2 separate regions of the Mus musculus genome follow, and region 2 is linked to region 1. The links are chromatin contacts, called in public Hi-C maps. All regions are on one chromosome and are shown on one strand. The core of a region is the stretch at or near the end of the contact, and the rest is flanking DNA. Distances in the headings are between cores, read along the strand shown. Region 1 overlaps Cdk5rap2 (CDK5 regulatory subunit associated protein 2). Region 2 overlaps Cdk5rap2 (CDK5 regulatory subunit associated protein 2).

Evidence for each region. A called contact is a pair of places that touch in the nucleus more often than the background predicts.
Region 2: a Hi-C map of forebrain shows a contact between it and region 1, with 4 times the contacts expected there. The contact joins two enhancer-like sites. A contact is called at or near these places in 2 of 484 Hi-C or Micro-C datasets (dorsal root ganglion neurons and forebrain), 2 of 115 datasets of contacts at active chromatin or transcription factors (embryonic stem cells and stem cell-derived neural progenitor cells) and 4 of 9 other capture datasets (adipose tissue, embryonic stem cells, liver and 1 more).

The regions. Positions count from the first base shown.
Region 1 is chr4:70,256,027-70,263,108 of GRCm38.p6, reverse strand. It overlaps Cdk5rap2 (CDK5 regulatory subunit associated protein 2), which reads left to right. Exons shown (of 37, transcript NM_145990.4): 26 at 5,726-5,774. Among named protein-coding and RNA genes, the nearest start is that of Cdk5rap2, 150 kb to the left of the region's middle. Within about 2 kb of position 3,833, at least 41 of the 459 cell types and tissues checked have an H3K27ac peak or open chromatin away from gene starts, as enhancers often do. A contact at or near this core is called in forebrain, where this site is marked.
Region 2 is chr4:70,331,373-70,338,454 of GRCm38.p6, reverse strand. It overlaps Cdk5rap2 (CDK5 regulatory subunit associated protein 2), which reads left to right. Exons shown (of 37, transcript NM_145990.4): 12 at 896-1,114. Among named protein-coding and RNA genes, the nearest start is that of Cdk5rap2, 76 kb to the left of the region's middle. Within about 2 kb of position 2,489, at least 27 of the 459 cell types and tissues checked have an H3K27ac peak or open chromatin away from gene starts, as enhancers often do. A contact at or near this core is called in forebrain, where this site is marked.

The DNA of each region.
Region 1 (7,082 bases), core at 2,584-5,083:
CCCATAATGCTTTGTTGTGTTTTCTTCAGCTGGTCCTGGCCCTGGCCTTGGCCAGGGAGGTGAGGGGAAAGTTGCCTCTGGCACCAGCTCCTCTCCCTCTTCAGCTGGCTGCTCAATGTCTTCGCTCTCAGCCAGAATCTGACAAACATCCCGCTTGTTGTTTCCTCTGGAGGTAGGAACATTCAGAGCTAGCAGATGGCACGTGTAGAACCTCACTTTCTTCGAGGTACAAAGGCCACAGGAACCTCACTGCAGCTTCCTCCCTATGCAGGGAAGAAAAAGAGGCACAGAGACTGATATTTCTTGGATTCCATGGTAGGAGTCTGGCTCTTGCATTATGATCTGGATTTACAATAAAGTAATTGGCATGTAAAGTAGGTGTATGGCAAAGGTTGTCAAACATTTAAATATAGACCTTAAAAAGTAATACCAAGCATGTTTCCTGTGGAATGATAGCTAGGCAGACACTACCCTGATTGTATCATTTGTGTAGCCGTGCATGGGCAGTCTCCGAGTTTCTGTGCCTGGACCCTTTAGAAATGTGGGTTTTTTTTTTTATATAGCAACAGGACTCTTTGCAACCTTTCCCTTTGCTCAGTGATTGATAACACACATTAAGCTTTAGTGGCTGCAGAACATTTTCTATATAAATGTCCCTTGCCTTATTTGATGATTCCCAAGGGATGGACGCTTAGGTTGTGTCCATTTGGGGACCGTTGTAAAGAACACTGACTTGGAATCTCAGTGCATCCTTGCTATTTCTGTCACAGCATTCGGTTGGCAGAATCTAAGCCGCAGGGTAGGGTAGGTAGTAATGCGCTTTCTTGACACTTGCTAAGGGCAGAGCTGGAAACTTAGGGTCCCATGAGGGGTCTGGACTGGGAAGATGCTGTGGAGCATTCACTTTCCTAGAGTGAAGGTCTGTAGCGTTTAGATCTTCCACAGACTCAGACACGGAGTAGATCTGTAGCTGGAGTTGCAGTCGGGTTTCCCAGCATAGCCCATCATGGTGTCTTCAGAGACACGCTGGTATGAGGAATGCAGTAATTGAGCAGAGTGCTAGAATTGCTGCAGAGACAATTCCGAGATAGCCCTTCAGTGAACTCGGTATGGCTGTCAAGGTTTAGCCTCTTAAATAGAAGCCAGTCACTAAGGATCCTTTGCCTTGACACTTTTCCTCATTCCTTCTCAAGACTTTCCCTGGTGTGATGGAAAAACCAGTGCAGGGATGTGGAAGGTGGCGTTCACTGTATGTTTGCTGTATTCTCAGCACAGGAGGAACTATACATGTGAGGAGCATGAGAGGTCACACAGGAGATGGCAGAGTCCGAATTGGAGGTTTTCTTTCACAGCCGGTTCAGACCACTTCGATATCTGTGTCCCTGTCTCATTCGAGTCAGGCTGGATGTGGAGACCAAAGGTTCCTGTCACGTTTCCCGTTCTCTGACTGCTCAGACCAGTGCCTTTCTACCCAGGCTGTACTCACTCTCTATAGAAATTGTATCGCTCCTCTCAAAGCTCTCTCTGTTCACCCCATAGAAGAGAGAGCTTGTTCCTGTACTTCACTCTGGGTTATCTGCAACTCACACATGTCAGTCTGACTTTGTGGTATAGGCTATCAGAGGGAAGCTAGAGTGGCCTTTGGAGTCAGATATTGGAGTTAATACCCTGGTTTATGGGTCATTCGACTTCAAAGGTCATATGTCTTCTATGGAAGTAGCAGCACCTACCTTAGCAGAGTTGTTTGTAAGGATTAAGTGAGCTTATTTTAAGTGTCTCGTGTTGCCCTTGGAAACATACAGCATTTGGGAAGTGACAGCAAGCATTGCAAGAGGTACCTGGTCTGTCTGTAACTTGATATTGCCATGGTTGGTATCCATGAGAGGTCTGCCCTTTTCTGAAGAGAAATCGAGGAAGAGAGGATTGGGAGGTAGGGTAGAGGGGAGATCCATGAAGGGAAGGACTGGGAGAAGAGGGAAAACTTCAGACAAAAGGGAGGAAGGGAAGGAGGGAGGGGAGGGGAGGGGAGGGGAGGGGAGGGGAGAGGAGGAGAGGGGAGGGGAGGGGAGGGGAGGGGAGAGGAGAGGAGGGATGGATGATAACAGTGTCCCAGGCTGTTAAACAAAGGGTCTGACTCCTGTCACCATGGAATCACCTCCTCTGTATAGAATGGTTTTTGCTTCAGAGATGAAGCCCAGATGCCTGGCATGGTAGCACAGGTTTATCATCCCAAGCAGGGCTGAGGAAGAAGATTGTGGGTGTATGGCTGGCTTGGGATACATAGAAGATTTTTGCCTTAAAAGCAAACAAATGAACCTTGGGGCGGAGGGGAGAGGCACAAAGCTCCCTCCATCCCCCACCTCTAATTTCCCCTCTGGCTGATACTGGACTGTGTTTGCCTTCACCGCTACCACACTGTCCCTCATCCCCACACCCTGTAACTGTCTCCTTGGAGGTGAGCTCACCGAGGACAGACCGGACAGCTCTGCATCCACCCTTCTATCCTCGGTGTGTGCCAGGCTCCTGAGAGGAGCCGTGGTCGAAAGGAGAGAAGAAGAATGGCCTGGAGTTGGAGACACCAGGAACTTGGGTTTGAGTACGGGGATCATGTCGAGTCGTGGTGAGAAATTGTGTGCCAAAAGAGGCTTCTGAAGAGCAGCAAGCGACAGTCTGGTTAGCCATTCACAAGTCACATTCTCACTGTGGTCTTCTTGTTTGTCACCCAAGAAAGGGAAAGCTGGGTTTTTTTTTTTTTTTTTTTTTTTTTTTTGATGTCTGTTTTAAAACATGATACTCCCTCACTGCATGAGCTCACAGTTCTTAGGTTTGCCAGAGAGCTGGAAACAGTGCTTTCATGCTGTGCATCCCAAGCTCCTGCCATAGCTGACAGATGGTCTCCTGCCACCTATGTGGAGGCAGTTTCCACCAAGAAACTCAGTTTATCAGTGGTTACGATCCCCTCATGAATCCCCAAATGACGGCCATTTGTCACTTCACTTTAAAAGGACCCTATTGTGATAGAGGAATGGATGGATGTAATACAAGCTACTCAAAAGATCTTTTATTTAACAGTGAGAGAGCTCACTCTGTTGGTGGCACTGAGACACTTGCTTCTGTGGGCATGAGTCCAGATCTTTGATGGTTTTAAGATGTACTCATGATTGGGAGGCTCAGGATGCTTACAGCTATCCCAGACCAAAGACATCTGCTATGTGCCTGAAGGAAATGACTCTCAGTGTACAGTGATCCCCATGGAGCAGGCTGCCATCTTGTGTTTGCTTGGCGGTACTTATGTAGCTTCTAGCTGGTGGCAAGGCTTGGCTGGTGGCCTGTCTTGAGGTCTGAGGTTGGAGGCTTTTCATCAGCTGAAGGCTGGTGAGCAGCCCCAGTGCCAACTAGGCTGTTCCTTCAGAAGATAGGTGCCTGACCCATTAGGGACCATCCTTCACTCTGGGGCTTTGAGATCTGGCTTAGTCACTATGACTTCCTCCTTTTGACGAGTTGTACAGAAGTCACACATAGACACGCACTAGAGACGTGAGAGCATCTACCAGGCTGGTCGACAGCCAACCTCTGGAAGCCACAGAGTCTCCCTAGTATGGGAAAGATATGACCAAGAAAATCCAGGCATAGAGTGTTGACTGTACCTGCCATGACCCTGCTCGCTTCTGAGCTGTAGCCTGCAGTAAGGTGAGAATAGAGCGCAGAGCCTCGGGCTTGCCCTTCCTGCTGTAAAGTGGAAGCAAGTGTTGGTACTGTAGGATTATAGTGAACCCAAGGCGGAGAGTCCATTCTAAAGTCATTGTGCTCAGGGCTGCTGCCTCCACACTGGGTCCATGCGTCTTTTTTTCTGAGGGTAACAGTGCTGTACAGTAGCAGGTATGTGGTGACCTGCCGGGGTAGAGATGGAGCCTGCCTGCCACGCAGGCCCCCCTGTGAGAACTGTAAGCTGAATCCCGATGAGAAACAAACCCACTCGCTCTGGTGTTCTTTTTCCTTACCGGGGATGTTTTGGGACTTTTCCTTTGGGAGTTTAGAGCACTGTGGGGACAGTCTAATTATAGTCTCCTTTTTCAAGGCAACGAAAGAAGGGCTTTTTTATCTTCTTCTTTAGCCATGCATCAGTTTCTTCAAAGAGCTCATCCTGGTCTGCAATTTCCAGAGTTTTGAAGTATTTTTAAAATAAAGTTGTTAGTTGCTTTGAAATCTGGGCCTGTGCATCCTTTCAAACGATGACACGCAAGAACAGAGCACAGCGTCTTTCTCCCAACAGCATCCTGTGCTTTATTTTTGTTTTCTTTTGTTGTTTCTGTTAGTCATTTCCCCTGCTGTCGACAGTGGCCTTTTCAACTGCACTCAACTGCACTTTTCAATACTGCTTTCCCCACTAATCCCAGTTCTGAGCGTCTTTCCTAGGGAAATAATTTAAATGCAGATAAAGCCGTGTGCACAGATATATTTGTGTCATTTATTTACTAAAATGAAAATTTGGAGATGACCTAAATACCCACTAGGGAACTGCAAGATACAGTCCACGTGTTCCTGCCATAGAATGTTAGCATGATCTTCACAATGGAGGTCTCTAAAGCAAACTTAGTAGGAGAAATGCATATACTAAAATGGGTTGTGCAAAAATGAAGTCAGCATCATCTCTGCCCACATGCCTGGAGGAGAGAACAGAAGGCAGTTCAAGAGCGTGCCAGCTCGGGGGAGGGGCGGGAAGAGGAGGCTTTATAATTCTATTGCTCACTCCCCATGGTGAGCATATATTTTTCTAGTGCCACAGGATATTTGTGTTATGTTCTATGGTACTAGGGATGGAACCCAGAACTTCACCTGTGCTGTACCGTACCACTAACCTGTGCACCACTACAGTCGCTCTCTAGCCCTCCTATAAAAATTTTGTATCTGTGTATGTACCTGCTCATGTGTGTATACATGTGTTTGTGCAGGTGCGTGTGTGTGCGCGCGCGCGCGTGTGTGTGTGTGTATGTATGTGTAAGTGTAAGGTAGGGGCTGCTGGAGTAGAGGACAGAGGTTGATGTTACATGTCTTCCCTATCTTCCGTATCATTCAACTTGGAGATGACTGGTTTTTCTAGACTGCCTGTCCAAGAAGACGGCCTGGGGATCTTCTGTCTCCCTCTCTCCAGGGCTGGAATTCTAGACATAAGCTGCTGCATATATATATATATATGTATATATATATATATATGTATATATATATACATATATATATATATGCACACACACACACACATATACATACAAATATATATTAGTAGGTGCTAGGGAGCAAACTCTGGTCCTAACGCTTGTATGGCACTTTACTGACTAAGCTGTTTCCTTAGATCTAGTAGCATATCTTGTGCTTTTTATTATTATTATTATTATTATTATTATGAAACAGTCTTACTAAGTTGCTTGAACCAACTTGAATTTAGGACCCTCCTGCCTTGGTCTCCTAAATAGCTAGGATGACAGGCCTTTGCAGCTAGGCCCTGCTGTTACCGTGTTTAGAGAGTGGAAGGAGCAGCATTCAGAGAGACCGTTGTGGCCGCTTCCTAAGTTGAGTCCAGTTATCTGGACCCAGTTCCTGAGGAGCTAGTATGAGTAAACTCAGCTGAAACTGACAGGTCCATGGCTCTGCAAATACCTGGACAAGGAAGTGCCAGCAAACCGTTTTGAAAACTGTTTTCATCCTCTGATGTTCTCTCTGCTTCCAGGAAAATCAGCCAGAGTGGAACCACATCCCCAGAATGAACTGCTCAAGGGGTGAGTGTGTAGCAGCTGCTAAGAAAACCCCAGGACTGTCCACCCTCGGATTTCCTGCAAGTCCTTTTAACTTAAAGCTCCCTTTCTTTCTGTAACGTTGCTGCTTCTTGTAAACAAGGCACCAATACCCACAGGACCAACCGTGGCCACACACCAAACAAGCAGCATGCACCACTGTAGATCCTGCAGCTTCACCTCAGGCTCAGGTGACTTGTGTGTGGTATTTCTGTCAGTGACTGCAAGCAGATCTTCCTGTAGGTGACTGATGGTTCCACTGTCCTAAGCCTGGCACTTACACATGTCAGCTGATTTGTTTTATTTCCCTTTCCTTCAACCTCCTACCTTCTTCCTCCCCCATGGCTCCTTATTCTCCTGACTACGGCTCTGCATAGCTCGGTACTCTGCCACCGAGCAGTAGGAAAGCCATTCCTTGGAGCAGAAATGACCACACATCTCGCCAACACCATGTTTCTCTCTGTTTCAAGATCAGCTGTTCTTGCCCTGTCACTTGACATAGTTACATGAGGCACTTAACTGTGGTTTGCACTACTTTCCCATTTGGCTCACCCCTCTTCAAAGACAGCTATATCTAGCACCAACTGGAAATTACCCTTGTTGCTTCTAAGGCCACAAGGCAAGCATTTCCATTTGCTATTCAGAATGAGGAGCCTGTGGGTCAGAGCTACACATCAGCAATTGAGTGGCCGAGCTAGGACTAGACCTTAAGTCTTTCTTGCTCTGGCACCTGGTTTTCTGTGCCGCCATTTAAGGATAAGGATGAAACATGGATTGTATACTTTCTTTTGGCCACCTGTCTGTTCTGAGGACTTGCCTACTTCTGTCCAAACATTTCGCTGCTCCAAACGCTGTGAAACACCTTCTTTCATATGTGTGTCCATTGGGAGTCCTTGGGGTGAAATGAAGAAATGGATAGTCTGGATGCAGAAGCATAGAGATACAGAGATACATGGATACAGAGAGCAGGAAGTGGGGTGTCCCTCTCAAGACTTCTATAGTCATAAAAGAAACATTCTTCCCTCTGCAGTATCACCAAAGATCCCTCCTAGTTCAATCTATACATCCATATTTATTTCATATCCTGCTGGCAGCTGTGGAGATGGAAAGGCATGCTTCATTGAGTGGCACTGGTCCCACCTAATCAAGGGGTCTGAAAAATCAAACCAGCGGAGGAGCTAGGACCTCCCTAGATTATGTCTATGGCAGATGCAAAGGAGACATGGCTGGAGGGACAAGCTGGGACCACCAAGTGATCCGCAGAAGCTGTGTTAGGAATTCTCAGCCCAACAC
Region 2 (7,082 bases), core at 1,240-3,739, 77 kb before region 1:
CCAGTTGCTCTCTGCCCGCCAACGACAGGCTTCCTGTGCTCCTGCCCCTGGCAACTCTAGCTAACCCCAGCATGATCAGCCATCACAATGCCCATTTACCCAGTAAAAACAAGACCTTAGAAGCTTATAATTCACCAATCAGATTTATTATCAATAAATTCTCAATTTACAAGATGTCAATACAATAATTGCAGAACCAGTTGATAATGATAAAAGCTTTATCCTAATTATTCTAACCTTATATCATAGCTACCTGTGGCTGGTTAAAGCCACGCTGGTTCACATCCGCCTCCATGTTGGACTATCTCCTTCTCCCCTGAGACGCTCTCTGTCTCTGCAACTCTTAGCCCCGCTTACCTTTTCCCTGTCCAGTGACAGGCCCCTTGCTGCCTTACTGTAATTGGACAGGGAAAATCCTGCGACAGGTGTCAGTCATACTAACAAAGAAGAATATTGATGGTGCTGGGATTCACCACTGCCTGCCATCTTCATTTCATTTTCTGATTACTATTGGTTGGCTGATTATGACATCAGAGCTTGAACTCAGGGATTCACACGTTAGGCAAGTGACCCCTTTAAAGTTACTTAATTACCTTAAAGTATTAGAAAATCCAGACAAACGGAAAAGTCAGCTATACTCTCTTTGCATTGAAGTTATTTAGTTTTGTTAAAAGTTTGTGCTTTTCCCTCTTGTATTTCTTTGACAGCACTGTGGACCACTCTTGCCAACAGGACCACAACCTACACTTTGTCCTGTAGTTTTCCAAAATGCTGCTCCTTGGGCTCTGGGTACTGAATGGTGCCCATTTTTCTTCCTCCCTGCCTGGTAGGCAAAACAGTCTTGGTTTGTTTCTGACATGGGAAACCAGGTCCCTCTGCTCTCCCTCTCTCCTAGGGGTCTGAGGACTGTGAAGCTGCGCTGGTAGAGAAGGAAGCCCTATTGGCCAAGCTACACTCAGAAAATGTCACAAAGAGCACTGAGAACCATAGGTTGCTCAGGAATGTTAAAAAGGTCACCCAGGAGTTGAATGACTTGAAGAAGGAGAAGTTGAGACTAGAGCAGGCCCTGGAGGAAGCCCACCAAGAGGGGAACAGAGGAGCCCGAACCATTCACGTGAGTGCCTCCTGCTCTCCTGACATTGTGAGGGGTGCATCGGGTGGGGCCAGCGATGCTTTCTTCTCACAGGGAGCTGAATCAGGATAGTTCTCTTTTCAGTTTTTTAGGATCCTTCATACTGATGCCCATAGTGGTTGCACATGTTTATATTTCCACAGCAGGGAATAAGGTATTTCTTTCCCTGAATCCTTGCCAGCATTTCTTATGTTATTAATGGTTTTGTTTTTGTTTTTATGTTAACCATTTTGACTAGGATGCAGTGAGTTCTTGGAGCAGTTTTAATTTGTATTTCCCTGGTAGCTAAGAATGTTGAACACTTTCTTATGCATTTGGTGACCTGTGCCTTCGTTGAAGAACCCCTTTATTGAGTGGATGGTTGGATTTTGGCGCTTAACTTTTGCAGTTCTTTGGTGGCCTTGATATCATTCTAGGGCTGGCCTTGTAGAGTCAAGCCTTACTCTGAAGACAGTCATATCCAGTGTTATATCTTTCCTGTACACTCTCAGGTTTTACTGTGTTTTATAGACTGGAAAAGAATATTGGAAAGAAAAATATTCAAACCTCAGGCCTTGTTCTCTGTCTACATTTAGTTCACTCTGCAAATCCTCTTAGATAACAGAAACTGATGGTAGGATTGATGGCAGCATGCAGACCTGCTCCTTAGCTGCAGAGCATACCTGCCACTTGTAAAGCAGCCAGCAGCTTCATATGTGGCCACATCCACATGTTTGGGCCCAGAGAAAGTTACTCTAATTTACAGATTAACTGAGCTTCATAATTTAAATGGCTTGCTTATGGTCACCTAGACAGAGATATGCAGGTGTCAGGTATCTGGTCTATAATTTTAGAACTTTGCCTAAGATGCTATTTTGTTGTGCTGGCAAACCAGTAGTAGGTAGGGATATGGTGCATTTGGCAGAGAGATTTTTATAATCTGTGTTTTCTATAGACCAGAATAAAGTATTCTCAAGAAGACCAGTCTACAATATTCTGGTTATTTGAAGCTTTAAAAAGTAATTTGTTCTTCTCAGTGTTTCTCAAACATGTGTTGCAGTTTATATAAAGTTATACAATTTAATGAGCTTAGGAATAATGGTAAAGACATCAGGATTTCAAAGGAAAAGAGGGCAAGGGCTTTGGAACCATAGCAAAGATGGTAAACATTTTGTGGTATCCTCTGTGGTGCAGAAGAGGGGGACTTAAGATTCTGCTGGCAGTTCTGGCAGCAAGGGAAAAAGAATTGAGGTTCAGGGTCTCCAGTGTTTGAGAGACGGACATCTTAAGATAAAAGGCCGGCTTCAGCTGGTACTGAGGCCCAAGGGAAGAGTTGTGTCTGGTGGGTTTTTATAAAGAAAACTGAACAGTTACAGAGTCTTCAACAATAGTCCATTCAGTCAAAGCAGCTCTGTGCAAGTCAGATCGATGCTGCTCAAGCCAGTGGGCTTGTAAGGATTGAGGTTTTGAGTTGCTGGGACTGGATCTAGCTGTTTCTCGTTGTTTTGTTCTCTTGAACGTGAAAATAAGTTGGAAATACTACAGCGCTGTTTTTACATGAGCCCCAACTTATAGTCCACACAGAGGACCCATAGCAAACAGACTTAATGTGTTTGACATTCCCTGAATGCTGATAGCAAGCCAACGCTCGCACCCTCTCTCAGACACCCACGCCAGGAGCATTCATTTTCTGGCTCATTGTGTGTGGAGAGACAATGCCTTTAGTAGAAGCGATTTGGATCAGAGACCAGTGGACTCTCTGGGCCTGACTCTGCGAGTGCATGAGAAGTTGGCCCATGAGAGTCAGCTCTCATGTTGGTTTTAATCTCTCTGATTACAGACAATGTGCCAGTTGACTTAGCACATGCTATAATTTGTACTTTTGTTTATTCCACACACATTTATCGAGTGCTTGCATTGGGCAGGCTTTGGTGAATACCGGCTTTAATTTTACTGTGGGGATCTAACAGAGAGGGAGGCCAAGTATTGAAGGTGGCAGATAGATCTTCTGTATCCTGACATATGCCTCCTGGCCCCCAGAGGGACCCGTATCACTTAAAGCAAAGTCAGAAGACTTTCCTAAGGAAGCAGAAGCAAGCGTTCCCAGCTTAGCATCCTGACTGTGGCAGTTACAGTGAGCTCTGTAGGCTGTGACCGGGAGGTGACTTTGACCTTTATTGTTCTTCCATCCTGATATAAATGCCCGGTTTGGCCCAGAGACTTAAGACTAACCCTTACCCCACCTACTCTGTGTGTGTGTGTGTGTGTGTGTGTGTGTGTGTGTGTGTGTGTATGCATGTATGTATGTATGTGGTGAAGGATGTGAGAGAGCTCAGATTTGATGTCTCTGGCTCAGACTCTCAGTTTTACCCCAAGCAGGTGTGGGACAAGAGTAAGTTACGTTGTTTTTTTTTTTTTTTTTTTTGTATAGTGGCCTCTGTTGGACTGTGGCTGAGCTATAGTCCCTGGGCTGTCTAACAATACTTGCATCTGTCATAGGACCTGTCATCTGCTGCCCTGACAAGTGTGCGCTTCACCTGGGCACTTAGCTCTGTGGGATACATTTGCTGGCTCTAAGCCAAAAGTCTAATTAAAGTTGTTACTATCACCCAGGTGGCAAAATTCTGCATTATCTACCAGGAATAGATTTAATTTTGGGGTAGTTCAACCAGATTCCCTCTAAATCCTCGGTACTTATTTATAGGTAGCCCAAAATGGAATTGGGAGAGCATTTAGTACACCTTGAGAACCTCAGCCAATACACAGCAGTTGGTGACAGTGTCTTGGAATAATGCGTTAGGTTTAAGACCACAGCTCCAAGAAGGGATGCTTTTACAGAGCTCAAAATGTCTCTTGTCTTTTTTTTTTTTTTTTAATAAATCAGATGCGAAATGCTTTGAGCTGATGTCCTTGTAGCATAATATACAGTTTAAGAGAACTAAGTAGGATGCTGTGTCCTTGCAAATCCCAGTTTCTGGGCTAGTGGGTTGGCTCAAAGGGTAAAAGTGCTTTCTGTACAAGCCTGACATCCTGAGTTCCACCCACAGACCTAGCATAGAGGTGGAAGGAGAAAAATGCCTCTTATAGCTATCCTCTGTCTTCCATACAGCTGCTGTGCCACTCGGATCAGCACACACACATACACACACACACACACACACACACACACACACACACACATACATACACACACACACATACATACATACACACACACATACACACACACACACACATACATACATACACACACACACATACATACATACACACACACACACATACATACATACACACACACACACATACATACACACACACACACACTCTGTCTGTCAGTGTCTGTCTGTCTGTCTCTCTCACACACACATACACACTGTCTGTCTCTCTCTCACACACACACTCACTCTTTTTGTTTGTCTCTGTCTCCCTGTGTATATCTCTGTCTCTGTCTCTGTCTCTCTCTCTCTCTCTCTCTCTCTCTCTCTCTCTCACACACACACACACACACACACGCACCATACAAATAAAGTTTAAAACCCTCCACTTTTGTAAGAGGATGGTGGACTGGGTCCCGTTTCATCCCTTGTTAGCTGTTGAGTTTGAACTGTTGTGTCCATTTCTCACCTGCAGAACAGGCCTTATTTCAGGGTTTGTGTGGGTAGACTATAGCAACTTCCATGATGTTTGGGGTGCCATGGTGGTCACTAAGGTGTCTTTATAGAAGTGGACACCAGCACTGGGTTTAGGTTGGAGCTGAGTTTCCTTGGGGATGCTTAACCTCTAAGCTAACGACTTACTTTTTCTAAACAAACATTCGCCTTCAAAAATGATGTGAATCCTTTGTATGTTAGCATTAAACAAATGAGCAATGAGATGTAATCTGTGAACAAAAGCATCCTGTGCTGCTTTCTAGTCCTCAGTTAGAGTTGCTCTCTGTGCCTAGGTTTCTTATTTTCCCCCCATTTCCCTGCATTTTCCAAGTGCTTGCTCGGATGTTGAATGATAGAGCACTGTGCACTGGAGTCCACTGGAGCAACAGTACTCTCTGCTCTGAGAGCATGCTTATCTTTCTCTTCAGCTGGCTGAGCCCTTGGGGAAATGGGTCAGAGTGCCCTTGGGTAGGGAGGCTTGGGCGTCCCAGCATCTCTTGCCTAAGGTTGCTGGAAAAGCTGTTTTACAAGGCTGACCTCTTGGTTTTCTGATGGATTGCTATGGTCTTCATGGGCCACCAAGAGAGCTACTTCGTCACCGCTACTTATTTCATCACTCGGCTGGCGCTGTTCTGGGAGCTAGATGCAGTTGCAGAGTCAAGTCACTCACAGTCTGAGGTTGTCTCCTGGAGAACTGTGATGGAAATCCAGATAGAGTGGTGTAAAATACAGTATGCTCGCTGCTGAAAGCAGAACAGACCGAAAGGAGAAGAGCGTGGAGCTGTGCAGGGGGAGCGAAGGGGAAGAAGGGAAGCTTCACAGGGGTAGGCCTAGACTCCAGGAGTGGTGGCCACTGGGGAGGGAGAGGTGGAAATGCATTCCTGTTACTCCGGGAAGCCATCATGGGGATGGGGAGGGGCGGGTTTGTTTCCTTGAACAAGATGTGGTATCCTGGCTGTGTGTTCTGCTTAGGCCTCAGCTTCTTTGTTCACTCTCCACAGGGGCCCTTTTAAATTTGATTTTCAAAAGACCGTGTCTTATGTAGCCCTAGTGGACCTTGACCTCACTGTGTAGACAAAATTGACCCAGAATATCTCACCCACCTGCTTTTGCTTCCCATGTGCTAGAACTTTAGATGTGTCATCTGTGCAGGACTGTCTCATTCCAATGACTTCTAATGCTTTTTTTTTTAAGATTTAGTTTTTACCTTATGTATATTTTGTCTACATGTTTACCATGGGCATGCCTGGTACTCACAGAGGCAAAAGGAGGACATTTGATTTTCTGAACTGGAGTGAGAGAGAATTGGGTGCAGAGATTTGATCCTGGGTCCTCTGGAAGAACAGGCACTCTTAATTGCTAAGCCATTTCCCTTGCCCCTATTTTTGTTTTTATATTATGCAACCACCTGAGGTTGGTGCTAGGAACTGAGTTCAGGCCCTCTTGAAGACCTGTAAGTATTTTATTAGCCACTGAGCCATCTCTCCATCCCTCATTTCCTCTGTCTTTTATGTTTAAGATTATATATTTGCTGTTCAAGTGAACTTTTATGGAAAGAAGACATGGGAGTGGAGCTGCACAGAGTTCTATGGGCTAGGAGGCTCAGCACCACATCTCATACTTCCCAGGATTGCTCCCACCAAGGTCAGGGAGGCTCCATGTGCACAGCTTACAACGACATCTCATGCTGATTCTGGAAATTGCGCGTGCATTGCTGAATGCCTCTACCTCATTAAGATTTTGAAGAAATTGCTTTTGTATATTTAAAAGTAACATCGAGCACTTTGACAGGCTTGCTCACAGCAAAACCTGATAAGGCTGAAATGTGATGGATGAGAACTTTCTCATTCTCCATCTGGCCAGAGATAAAACAGACTTTCCGGATGGAGAAGGGTGAGGGCCTGGGTTTCATTTCTAATGTGATGTTAAGATTTGAGGGATATTTTAGTTTTCAAATAATCCACTTTTAAAAACCAACCTACCTGCTCTGAAAAAGCCCTGATATGCAAAGGAAGCACGCAGTTCAGTGTTGGCCCAGAGTGCACGTACAGATCTCAAAGGAAAATCGCCCATTAGTGCAGAACCTCAGAGGCCTAGGAGACGGCATCCTACAATCTTGGCTGTACTATTCACTGGGGAGCAAGGTGGGACTGGTGTATGATTGAGGTTCCCAAACTTTCACTCAACCCTGTTCTCACAGCAAATACAGCAGCTGCACCTTGGGTGTGCTGAAGATTTTTTCTAACGGTAACCTTTTGAATTAAAAGCAAATAAGAAGGTTCTGTGCTTTTCTTCTTCCCCACACCTGCTGAGTCGGT